2 separate regions of the Rattus norvegicus genome follow, and region 2 is linked to region 1. The links are chromatin contacts, called in public Hi-C maps. All regions are on one chromosome and are shown on one strand. Each heading gives the region's core, a stretch centred on a gene start, on an enhancer-like site or on the middle of the called end of the contact. The rest is flanking DNA. Distances are from core to core; before and after follow the strand shown.

The links. A called contact is a pair of places that touch in the nucleus more often than the background predicts.
Region 2: a Hi-C map of liver shows a contact between it and region 1, with 7 times the contacts expected there. The contact joins the enhancer-like site here to the promoter of Clec2g in region 1. A contact is called at or near these places in 10 of 12 Hi-C or Micro-C datasets (the A7r5 cell line, the Rat2 cell line, Schwann cells and 5 more).

Annotation. Positions count from the first base shown.
Region 1 is chr4:164,301,564-164,307,213 of GRCr8, reverse strand. Clec2g (C-type lectin domain family 2, member G) reads right to left here and starts at 3,321. Exons shown (of 5, transcript NM_001048075.2): 1 at 3,198-3,321. The coding sequence starts at 3,264. It also overlaps the pseudogene Rhox5-ps1.
Region 2 is chr4:164,351,071-164,356,720 of GRCr8, reverse strand. LOC100909928 (a long non-coding RNA gene) reads left to right here. Exons shown (of 2, transcript XR_353567.4): 2 at 1-823. Among named protein-coding and RNA genes, the nearest start is that of Clec2g, 50 kb to the right of the region's middle. Within about 2 kb of position 3,355, at least 54 of the 93 cell types and tissues checked have an H3K27ac peak or open chromatin away from gene starts, as enhancers often do. A contact at or near this core is called in the A7r5 cell line, Schwann cells, hepatocytes and 2 more, where this site is marked.

The DNA of each region.
Region 1 (5,650 bases), core at 2,072-4,571:
CTGCCTAGGAGAACTGCAGGGACAAAAATGTAGAAGAGAGCAAGAGAAAGGAGGTCCAGTGACTGGCCCAAATTGGGATCCAGCTCCAGGGGAAGCTACAAAGCCCCACACTATTACAAATGCTATGGTGTGCTTACAGACAGGAGCCTAGCCCTCTGAAAGGCCAAACAAGCAACTGAAAGATGCAGATATTTACACCCAAGCAATGGACAGAAGTTGTTGACCCCTGTGGTTGAATTAGGGGCTGGAAGAAGCTGAGGAAGATGGTAACCCCATAGGAAGACCAGCAGTTTCACGTAATTTGTACCCCAAAATCTCTCAGACACTGAGCCACCAACCAGGAAGCATATACTAGCTGATATGAGGCCCCTGACACATATACAGCAGAAGACTGCTTGGTCTGGCTTCAGTGAGAGGAGATGCACCTAACCCTCCAGAGACTTGAGACCCCAGGGGGTGGGAGGTTTGGTGGGGTGGGAGTAGAGGGGTGGGGACACTCTCTTGAAGATGGGTTGGGGGCACAGGGGGATGTGGAGGAATGGGATGAGAAACAGCCAGAGGGCAGACAAGAATGGGGATGACTACAGGACTATAAAAGAAAAGAAAAAGATTAAGGAAGAATAATAATTTCTTTAATTAAAAATGTTTTTTTTTATTTACATCTTACTACAACCCAAACATTTGTCAATGTTGACAACGTTGACCACCATGACTGAGCACTGAGGCAGGGGCATTAAGAAGGAAAAATTGGATCACATACTTGCCCCTGATCATCTCTCCCTCTGTCCAAATGTTCCTCAGTCTTGGGCTATCAGCAAGCTCTAGAGTGAGCCCTAAAACCAGCTTTCCTCCAGCTTACTTTAAGAGCTTAAGAGTCTGTTCACATAGTCGTAATTTTTTTTTTGTTTTGTTTTTATCTGATAGCTCCAACTGTCACCAACTTATTTCTGCTTGAGCTAATCTAACCCACAAGTTTCCGTTGGCTGTTTTAAAACCTTCTGCAAAGTAAAAGCAGATGTTGTATTTTGAGTTGCTTTCAAGTTTCTGACTCCATAACAAGTCTTAGATCAACCGTGCTTGGAACATGATCTCTTTTAAACAAAGGACAACTGTTTGTATTTGACACACCACTGAAGCATGTGAAGGACTATCAGACTGCAGGGATCCATGTGAACAGCTTCTGGAAAAACAAACATCAGGTCAGAGGTGGCCATGGCTTGGGAACAGAGGAAGGAAATGCCTGGGGAAAATCTGCAATGATCCTCAGGGAAATTATAGGTCTACATTCCATTGTGATGGGGGCATCATTAAGTCTTCAAAACTCATACAAACAATATGAACTATACTTTTGAAAAAGGTCCCACTGACTTTAACCACTAGATGTGTTCATTTTCACATATCACTAAGACAAAGTAATTGTAAGTATTATATAATGCCCTGTAGATTTTCCATATAGAATTCTCAACTTTTATATTTTGAGTTGTTTGTTGCTGTGACTTTTCTTCACATTGTATTAAAGTGTGTCTCTGTAGTTTCAATTGTTAGTTCTGTACCAGCAGAGTGTTAAGTACTCACAGGATTTTTGTATTATCATTCTTATGACCCATCACCTGCTTTTCTCTTGGTAAATGCTTGTACTTTTTCCACACAAATACAGAGAGGTTAGGAATGTGCTACAGAGCAGAACCTGGATGTCTTCTAGAAGAGACTCTAAGCACTTAATCATCCAGGTTCCAACAGTACTCCACACCAGACATTTCTTATACGATATGAGGAGTAAAATTTATGGATTAGTCTCTGTGTTTACACCAGTATAATTCTGATACTCTTTTTCATTCTGATACATAAACGGGAACTTTGCCATCCATCTTCTCATGCTGTATACACAAGGATCTCCTTCGAAATTCAAATGCCTCATACAGCACAGTTTGAACATAACTTTTGTACCTGTATTTAAAAGCAACATTGGAAATGATGTCTCAAGATAACCAAAGAAATGAAACACAGCTGGTTTAATTAAACATTTTAGCTTAATTAAAAAAAAAAAAAACTGGCTCAATACCAAACAAGTTATGGTTTCAAAGGAGTGAAGTGGCAAAATGCCTGAAGCTAGTTACGCAACAGCTGCACTTTGGACTAGGGCTCCAGTTCCAACATGGAATGTTTCTGTTGGCTAAATATTTGAGTACTTCATTTCAATAAGTTAACCCTGTAGAGGCAGAGGGAACAGGAGTTTCAGGCCAGCTTGGGGTAAAGTATGAGACTTTGCCAAAGAATCATCATCATCATCATCATCATCATCATTATCATCAGTAGTAGTAGTCGTAGTAGTAATAATAATAATAATAATAATAATAATAATAATTTCAGTTAGACTTCTTGGTTTAAGTGATAAGCATTAACATTTGTTGTGAATTTTGTATTTTGATAAATATCAATCTTGTTTTCTCAAAATCCAGTACTCTTCCCAAAATGAAAAAGAACCTAAGGTGAAGTAAAGTAACAAGAGTGAGGGGAAAAGCAGGAGAAAGAAATGCATACATTGAAGCATAGACAGTTTGAAACACAAGAAACACAATTTTGATTCCTTTCTGAGGACTGAAGTAGAAAACCTCATTACATTCCTTTTCTGTAGCTTACCAAGAGTTCAAAATGGAAAGAATTTAGTCCTGGTGGTGGGTTCAGCCCCCCACACTCACCCTCACCCTCACCCCGTGCCTCCATCTCCTTACAATTCTTTTTTAATTACAATGGATCTGCAAAACATAAGCCCCAAGCTTCCCAGGCAACTCCTGTCACTATGCACATTGCAAAGCTGACAATAGACAGGGACAGTAGAGCTAGCATTTTCTAAAGCAATTTGGTGTAATCCACCAGACTGCCCTGGAAAGAGTGAACTAGCAAACTAAGCACAAAGAAAGCTGTGGCTACAGCTCTGGCTCTTATAAGGTCATTTCTGTTCATTTCTCTTGCCCTAGAACTATTTAAGTATTGTATGCTCCAATAGAATAACTAATGTAACAACTTTATAGCTAATCCTGTCTGTGTTCTCCTGCTCTGCAAACCCACTGTGACAGGCTCACAGATGACATCCTGTTCTTATTCTTTTGTTTAAGATTCAGCTCTTTTGCCTTCCTGTCCCTGGTAAAGCTCCTCTCTGCTCTTATAGTTTGGTTCAAATGCTGTTAAATACATACCCATTTCTCCCTCCTGCAGGCTGCCTGTGGTATTGAGCATAGGTTGGGAAGCCTTTTTGGCACTCATCTCAGAGCTGAGAAGCTGGGTTCTGCTACAGGAGGGTTGAAACTGGAAAGCTGAGAGGCAAATGTGGGAAGTGCCAGTAGTACTTAACAGTGTTTAACAAGATGGGAGGAGCTCACAGAGATTGGTTCAAAGTGAAATGAAACTAACAGTAAAGGCAGAAGCCTTAGAGCAAGTCCAGTTTTACTGTCTTTCAGAAAATCTCCTTGAAAACGAAAGACGACCACAAAAAGAAAATATTACCAACCCTTTCCTGCCCCAAATACCACACATCAGACTGATTTTCTGGGTAGGTGAGCCCCATGTTGTAACAGCTCTGAGTTTTGAGGGCATTACTTACTGAGACACCCAGGGTAAGGTTAGAGGAGTCTGTGCTTCAAGAAGCCCAGATACAGAACCTCTAGGAGTCAGAAAAGAGAAACCTGGGGCACACAGTCAGTGCCAAACACACGTTTTGCTTTTCAGGGAATACGATCCTTTGTTCTGGAGTCAGACCGTGCCTCAGTGGATTCAGACTGTCTCATATTACATGTTTATATATAGAGAAAAAAATTTGCTAGTGGTGTGGAGACAGAAAGATAATGCTCACTGCCACCTTTATCAGCACAAGGAATGGCTCTAGACCAGTATTTCTCAACCTTGCTAATGCTGTAACATTTTAATACAGTTATGCATGTTGTGGTGACTCTCAGCTATAAAATTATTTTGTAACTTCATAACTGTAATTCTGGTACTACTATGAATCATAATGTAAATATTTGATATGCAGGATATCTCATTTGAGACCCCTGTGATAGGGTCATTTGACCGCACTCCCAAAGGGGTTGCAACTCACAGGTATAGAAACAGTGCTCTAGATTTTGACTATCTATGTACGTGGGTGTGACAGTCTGTGGAACCATGCAGGTGCCTGAAGAGGCCAGAAGAGGGTGTCAGATTGCTAAGAGCTGAATTCACAGGCTAGAAGAATTTGTATTTAGAATGTAGGTATCCCAAAAATGTAGCAACAGAACATCATCATCCTGATGCAAAATAAGTTTAGCATTATTTTTACCATTTAGGAACACATGTCGAGGAAATTTGTAAATATCTCAGATAATTTAAAAATATTTACGATAAAATATTTAGGTGATGGTATAATAGCACATGGCTCTGATCCCAGCACTAGGGAGAGCTCTGTGAGTTGGAATCTAGCCTGGTCTACATAGGGAGCTCCAAGCCCACCAAGGCTAAGTTTAAAAAATAAAATATTTAATATATTAATTACATAAAATAATATCTAATTAACATAGTAATATTAGATATAATATGTATATTATTAAAATGTGAGTTAGTAGAAACGTAGTCAGAGGGGTTTTGAATTCAGTTACTTGGGGTACTCAACTATCAATGTAATTGGAGATATGTCACACAGAGTTTCTGATGTCCAAGTGGTGATTTTCTCAGAGATCAACAAGTTTGAGGTAAGGATCTGAGAAATTTATCTTGTCAGGTCTTCTAGCACAAGAGGTAAGTCAGAAGCAACCTGACACCACCTTTTTCATCCACCCTGAAGGTGTTCTTTGATCAGGTCTTTTTGAACTAATGAAATTGCCTGGTTTTAGACCTCTTAACCTCTAGGAACCCATTATGGGCAAGCCTCTGTAAACAACTGGATGTTTTAGCCATCGTTCTTGTCTTTTTAGTTGTGAACCTAGCCTTGCATGGCTGAGCCATCTATTTAGCCCTTAGTTCATGACAAAGAACTTTACCATGAACAGTGTTTCCCTTTAGCAGAGATGGCTCATACAGTCCTTCCCCCATATTCCTATATTACATTGTGGTGAATGAGAATGGCCCCATAGGCTCATATCTCCTCCTCCTCCTTCCTCTTCCTCCTCCTCCTTCCTCTTCCTCCTCCTTCCTCTTCCTCCTCCTTCCTCTTCCTCCTCCTCCTTCCTCTTCCTCTTCTCCTCCTCCTCCTTCTTCTTTTCTGAGAATCTTCTTTATTGCTGACAGAATTGTTGAGAAGCAAGAGTTGTCATGGCTGGCATATGTGGTCAAAATCTTGGTGTTGCAAAAGGACCTCTTGCTCCCCATCTTGCTCCAAGACAAGTAGGGCACTCAAATGTTGTTCTGAAATGTTCAGGAATACGTGTTCTCCTATTTCTTCTGCGTGTGGCCCTCCTAATCTCAAACCAGTTATGTACTCTGGACATGCTGGCATTCATCATTCTATCAAGATCCTCCCTTGTTGGGGCATCGAAGGAATCACTGCATTGCAAAATGGTTTCCAATTCCTCCAGCTGCCACTTGGTGAACCTAGGGCGGTGGAGGAGCATCTGCTTATGCTGAGGCTTTTACACTCTTCTGACTATCAGTGTCCTCGGCAACTGGCTCATTTTGCTCC
Region 2 (5,650 bases), core at 2,106-4,605, 49 kb before region 1:
AAATAGGAGAGTTGGAGGGGAAGACTATGATCCAAATGCATTGTATCTAATATATGACATTTTCAAAGAATAAGTTTAAGTATATTTTTAGAAAACTATGCTGCTGCTGTAACAACCTGTGGTACAAATTCATGACACTGATACAGGCCTGAAGAGGCCCGTGGTTCTGACTTCATTGAAAAGGCAATTTTATTTTGCAGTTATGTTATCTCCTATGACAAAACAAAAAGTAGTAAATAATAATACCTTATAAAGAAATATGAATACAACTAGACATAACCAACGCCATCTTAATTGTCCTTGGTTATAGGACAACCCAATGTGGTTATAAAACCACCCTGGCTTAACGTTCCTGATACAGCTGCCAACCATTGAGCTGTTTGTTCTTGATTTCTGCTGAAGTGGGTTGGGTACTTTCCAGTAAAAACCGCCTAAACCCGTCCTTACTCATATTTGCCTAGCACGTAGCAGAGAAGCCTTCCTGTTTGCACACCATGCTGCTGGCTCATAGCCCTGTGATCAGACATATTTCCTCCTGTGGCAGCTGCTTCTTATTCACCAGAACTCCATGTTTCCTGAAACAGGCTTTCTCCATATTGTGGAAAACTTGCATGATTGAATCTTCCTACTTCTGAAGATGAAATGAGTAGTTCTTTGCACACAAAGTTTGGAGGGTGCTTCTCATTCTTCTCTTCTTCTCCTTTTTCTCATTTACCTGAGAAGAATTTTAAATGGGTCAAAGGAATGAGTGTCAGTCACCAAACTGACAAGTTGCCTTGAATACCTGTAACTTTGTTAGAATAATAAATTCTGGAGAAAACTAGTCTCAATGTTGCTTTTGTCTTCTTCTTTTTTTGGGGGGAGGATCAAATAATTTCCAAATAACATCTGCTGAGGTTTGAATATTAAATGTCTCCCAGAGGCCTATGTGCCTTGCTAGGCAGCTTGTGACATTGTTGATTGGGAAATAGCAGAAACTTAAAAATCTAAGGCTTGCTGGGAGTAAGTTAAGTCACTGGTGACTGTGCAAACCACAGTTCCCACCCTAAAGGGAATAAGAGGTAGATTATTGGGAAACTGTTTTGGGTGACCACAGCCCAGGAACACAGATTTAAGTTACTCCAAATTCCAAGTTCCAACATGGAAACAGTTCTGTAAAGTTTTATGCTTTGACAGAACAAAGGAAGCCGCCAATCAAGGTGAGTTTAAAATACACTAGTAGGAATATCAGAGAGGTAGGGAACATCAGTCTCTCCTAGAGGCCTCAGACACTGTTAGATGACATTATTAGCTCAGGGCGGCTAGTTGTCTGCTAAGCTAATGTATTCCAAAAGTCTTTTGCCTATTAGTCACAGGATGTGATAGTTCAACATAGACATGGTCTAGGAATTCAGACCTAAAGGAAGTCTGAGATGAGATAAATTACCCTATAGACAGGCAACATTCCCACCTCTTATCTGCCAACCTTGGCAGACATGGCTTCTCTTTAAGAATGCCCACTGACAGTGGTGGACAGTTCTGATCTGGCCTATAACCCCGCCCCCATCCTTGTGTGTAACTTTAACATGGACCCAGAAGCTATTGAGCCAGCTAGCCATAGTCTGAAACTTAGGCAACTCTTCTCCTCATAAGTTGGCCAATTCAGGTGCTTTGTTATATCATCAGAAAGTTGACACAATGTCCTTTACCAAGTAACTTTGGCCCATATTACCCTGGAACAGAATCCTCTGCATTTCTTCCTCATCTGTTTATTGTTCCTTTTGTAGACTTGACCTCTCTTGCACATCCTCCTCCACCTCCTCCTTTGTGCCAGAAAATTTCTCAGGCTTTTAATTCAATGGATCCATTAACTAGAATAATAATAACTTTCCATGCCCTTGTGTCACAGAGGCCTACTATCAGGAATTCAGATTGTTGTGTTTATAAAAAGATAAAGCAAGAAGGACTATGTTTTGGTGGATGTGTGGTAAAGTGTGGGAGAAAGGGGTGCCTCCACAGGCCCATGCTGAGGCATCCCCTCCCCCTGAGGTACCAGCCAGAGACCGGGCAGAGGGGCGAGAGGGAGAGCAAGAAGGCAAGAACAAAAGGGAAAGGAGGGGGCAATTAGCCCCTTTTATAGTGATTCAGGCATACCTGGCCATTGCCAGGTAACTGTGGGGCAGAGCTTAGAAAAAATGCTAACAGATGGATTTGTTTCCAAATACACTGTAAGAAACTCATTTAGATATGACCTGCCTTAGCTACAGAGTGAGTTCAAAGTCTATGTGAACAACTCTGTGAGAACCTTTCTCATAATGCATTCTGTAAAGAGGGTCAGAAATACAACTCTGAGATAGAGTGCTGATCCAGCACTCACAATGCTCTGGGTATGACACCTGTTGTGTTTTATAAAAAGATTGGAAAAGGCAGGGATATTTTTAGTGGAGGCGTGGTAAGGTGTGGGAGAAGGGGGTGCCTCTGAGGGGCCATGCTCAGGCATCCCTTCCCCCTCCGTAGTACCAGCCAGATGATGGTATAGTATAGAATAGAGTTTATTCAGGGCATGGGGAGGGGAGTTAAGAGAAAGGGAGAGAGAGAGAGAGAGAGAGAGAGAGAGAGAGAGAGAGAGAGAGAGAGCAAGCGCAGGCCAGACATGAGCACATGAAGAGAGAGGGGAGGGGAATGAGAAGAGAGGGGGAAGAGGGTAAGAAACAAGAGCAAAAGAGCAAGAGATTGAAAAGGGGTCTAGTAGCCCCTTTTATAGTGAGTCAGGCATACCTGGCTATTGCCAGGTAACTGTGGGGCAGAACCTAGACTAAATGCTAACATTCCCCAGTTTTGGTTTAATTAAAAAAGGAAAAATTAGAAAGAGGCAATGGTGGAGCAGGAATAGGGTCATCATGATCTTTAGCTACTTCCTGCTGACTTTGGGATGATGTGTCTCTGGTCATGATGTGACACTCATAAAGCTCTGGGTATTATACCAGGATCAATGAAATAGAAACCAATCTTAAACTTGGTTCTTTATTTCCGTGTAAGTCAAGGTCAGTATCATGCCAAAAGCCACAGCCAGGGACTTTCCATTTGTCATTTCTCAAGCACCCTGAGATGAGGTTGGTTGATATAAAAGTAAAATCCCTGAAGGCCAAGATGATCTACAAACAAGACTATAAGTTTTGTGAGCTTTAAAGCAAGAGAAACTTGATCTTTGTTTAGGCGCATTCTGCAAAGCAAGGCAAGGCCTGAGGTTCACATGAGGTTACAGGCAGTTTAGTTATGGCTCTTAGCCACGCTGCTGATCTCTGGCCTGGGCTTGTTTATCGCCTTGACTGTGTTTCATAAACATTTCTGGGAAACTCCTGGAGCAGTTGCCAGGCTCACAGAAATGGAATGCTGTGTGCACTCTTTGTTCAACTCACTCAGGAAATTAGGGTGGAGAATTCAGGACTCTAAGTAAAAGCATAATTCTATGTTATTTCCTTCTTTTATCATTTTTCAAATGAATAAACCATGAAAGGGGCATGAAGTCAAAGGTTATGTTGATTTTCTGATACTGTTTTACCAATACCTAACAGTTTCCTTGTCACACAATAGCTAGCTGTCCAGCCAAGTTCCGGTGGAATGACTGAGTGCTTCCTCACTGAGGCCTGCCCTACTAGCCAGCTAACGTCAGAACACCCAGGACCACTCTATACATGTAGACTGTACATAATTGTAGCTTTTCCTCCAAGGATTCCAGCTGAGCATCAACTGAAAGTTAGTTCAACCCCTAAAGAGGAAAAGATCAGATAGACAACCCTTGTCCTTCTCATTCACCATGAGAGAGCCCAGCTAGTAGATTAATAAACAAGAAGAGCCCCTTCTCCATTTCTGGCGATTTTGAACCGATAAGATCTTCAACTCCCTCCTGTAAGAATGGCCTGGAGAGAGTGCAGCTAAGAGGTTTTGTTAAATTTCTTTTTGCTTTTAACTGAAAAGTCAGCAACTCATTCTAAAGAACTCTCAAAAGCTGTTTCTTTGTGAAGTATTTCAATGCTTAAAATAAATAAAAGGCAAAAAAATCAGAGAGAACACGAGTTACTGGAGAAAGATGAGTAAAGACCTTCTTGTACCTTAGGCCGCAGAATCCAGGAGTTCAAGAGAGAGTAGGTGAAGTGAAAGGGGCTTGACTAGAACAAAGACTTGGTTACTAATGACATTTTACGTATTCATTAAGTAGATAGACATATCCTGCTAATGTGGGATGTTGATAATAGAGGAAATTGGCTGTGGGTATATGTATACATTAAGCCCTCCTCGAAATGCTATTGTGACTTGGCACTGATCTGAAACAGAAGGGGAATGACGTGTTACAGTAAAGAAAAATACAGGCAAGGGCTGTTCAAAGAGGAGAGACTCTATCTCCGAACTCTAATGTGTTTCTCTATCTGCAGCTTCAGATCATGGGGCCAACAGACAATTTTTTAAAGATTTATTTATTTATCTTATGTATATGAGTACACTGTAGCTGTCTTCAGACACACCAGAAGAGGACATCATATCCTATTACAGATGGTTGTGAGCCACCATGTGGTTGTGGGGAATTGAACTCAGGACCTCTGGAAGAGCAGTCAGTGCTCTTAACTGCTGAGCCATCTCTCCAGTCCCAGAAGTGTATATTCTAAAGGATGTCATACCCTTAAATGGAAATGAATGAGTTTCCCAGGCTCTGGTGTAACCTACAGTTACCCTGAGTTGTTACCCTGAGAAAATCTCCTTTTAAAGATTCAAAGTTTTAACCCAATTGCATGTCTGGAATTTAAACTGTCATTTTGGCTCTGTAAATCACAGATTACAGCCCTCCCTCAACACTGACTGGCCTCGTAGCTTTTCCTTGAAGTTCTTGTGGACCCCCTCGTTGACCCAAGAATGATATCCTATTCTGTATCTATGCAAAATCAGAATCACATGTCTGCTCTCATGCTCTACCATCAGCACAGACTGTCCTTGGATCAGCTCGGACGAGGACTGCGTGTAAGTGGCAAACAAAATGAACTGTCACAAGTCCAGTTTGTCAAGTGAGTACTTTGTGTCTCTTATTAATTGGTATTTAGTTTTTGAAGTTAACGATCAAGCCACAGATGTGCTGTACCTTCCCCAGCAAAGAGAGCGAAGTCCTAGACTAATGTTGACTTTCCTTTTTGATCCCATATCCTATGACATAAAATTAATAATATGTGAAACACAAAAGTAAAATCAATACATCCTATGTTGCATGATAAAAAAAGAGAAAACAAAAGAAAGATATTTACTCATTATACATTACTTGTGTTCACAGACTGTATATACAATACCAAGTCTGTTTACTCGACATGTGGTCATGGCTACTATTGACAACCGCCCTGTTTTACAACCTGATTCAGCACCACCTGCTCTCCAAGTGTTTTCCAGGCTTTCAGCACCATACTGAAGCCAGCTGGGTTACCTGGACTGGGTGTTGCCTATTTCTCTACCTCTCCAGCATTCAGACTCCCATTCATGTTGGAAAACCCAACTGATACTGAGTCAGCCAATACAATAAATCCCCTTTTCAGACTCTTTTCCCATTCTAGGCCATGTCAAGCTGAGTTGAGCTTAGTTGTGATGATCCCCTTTATATTATATATTCTATCAGTTCTGTTTCTCTAGAGGA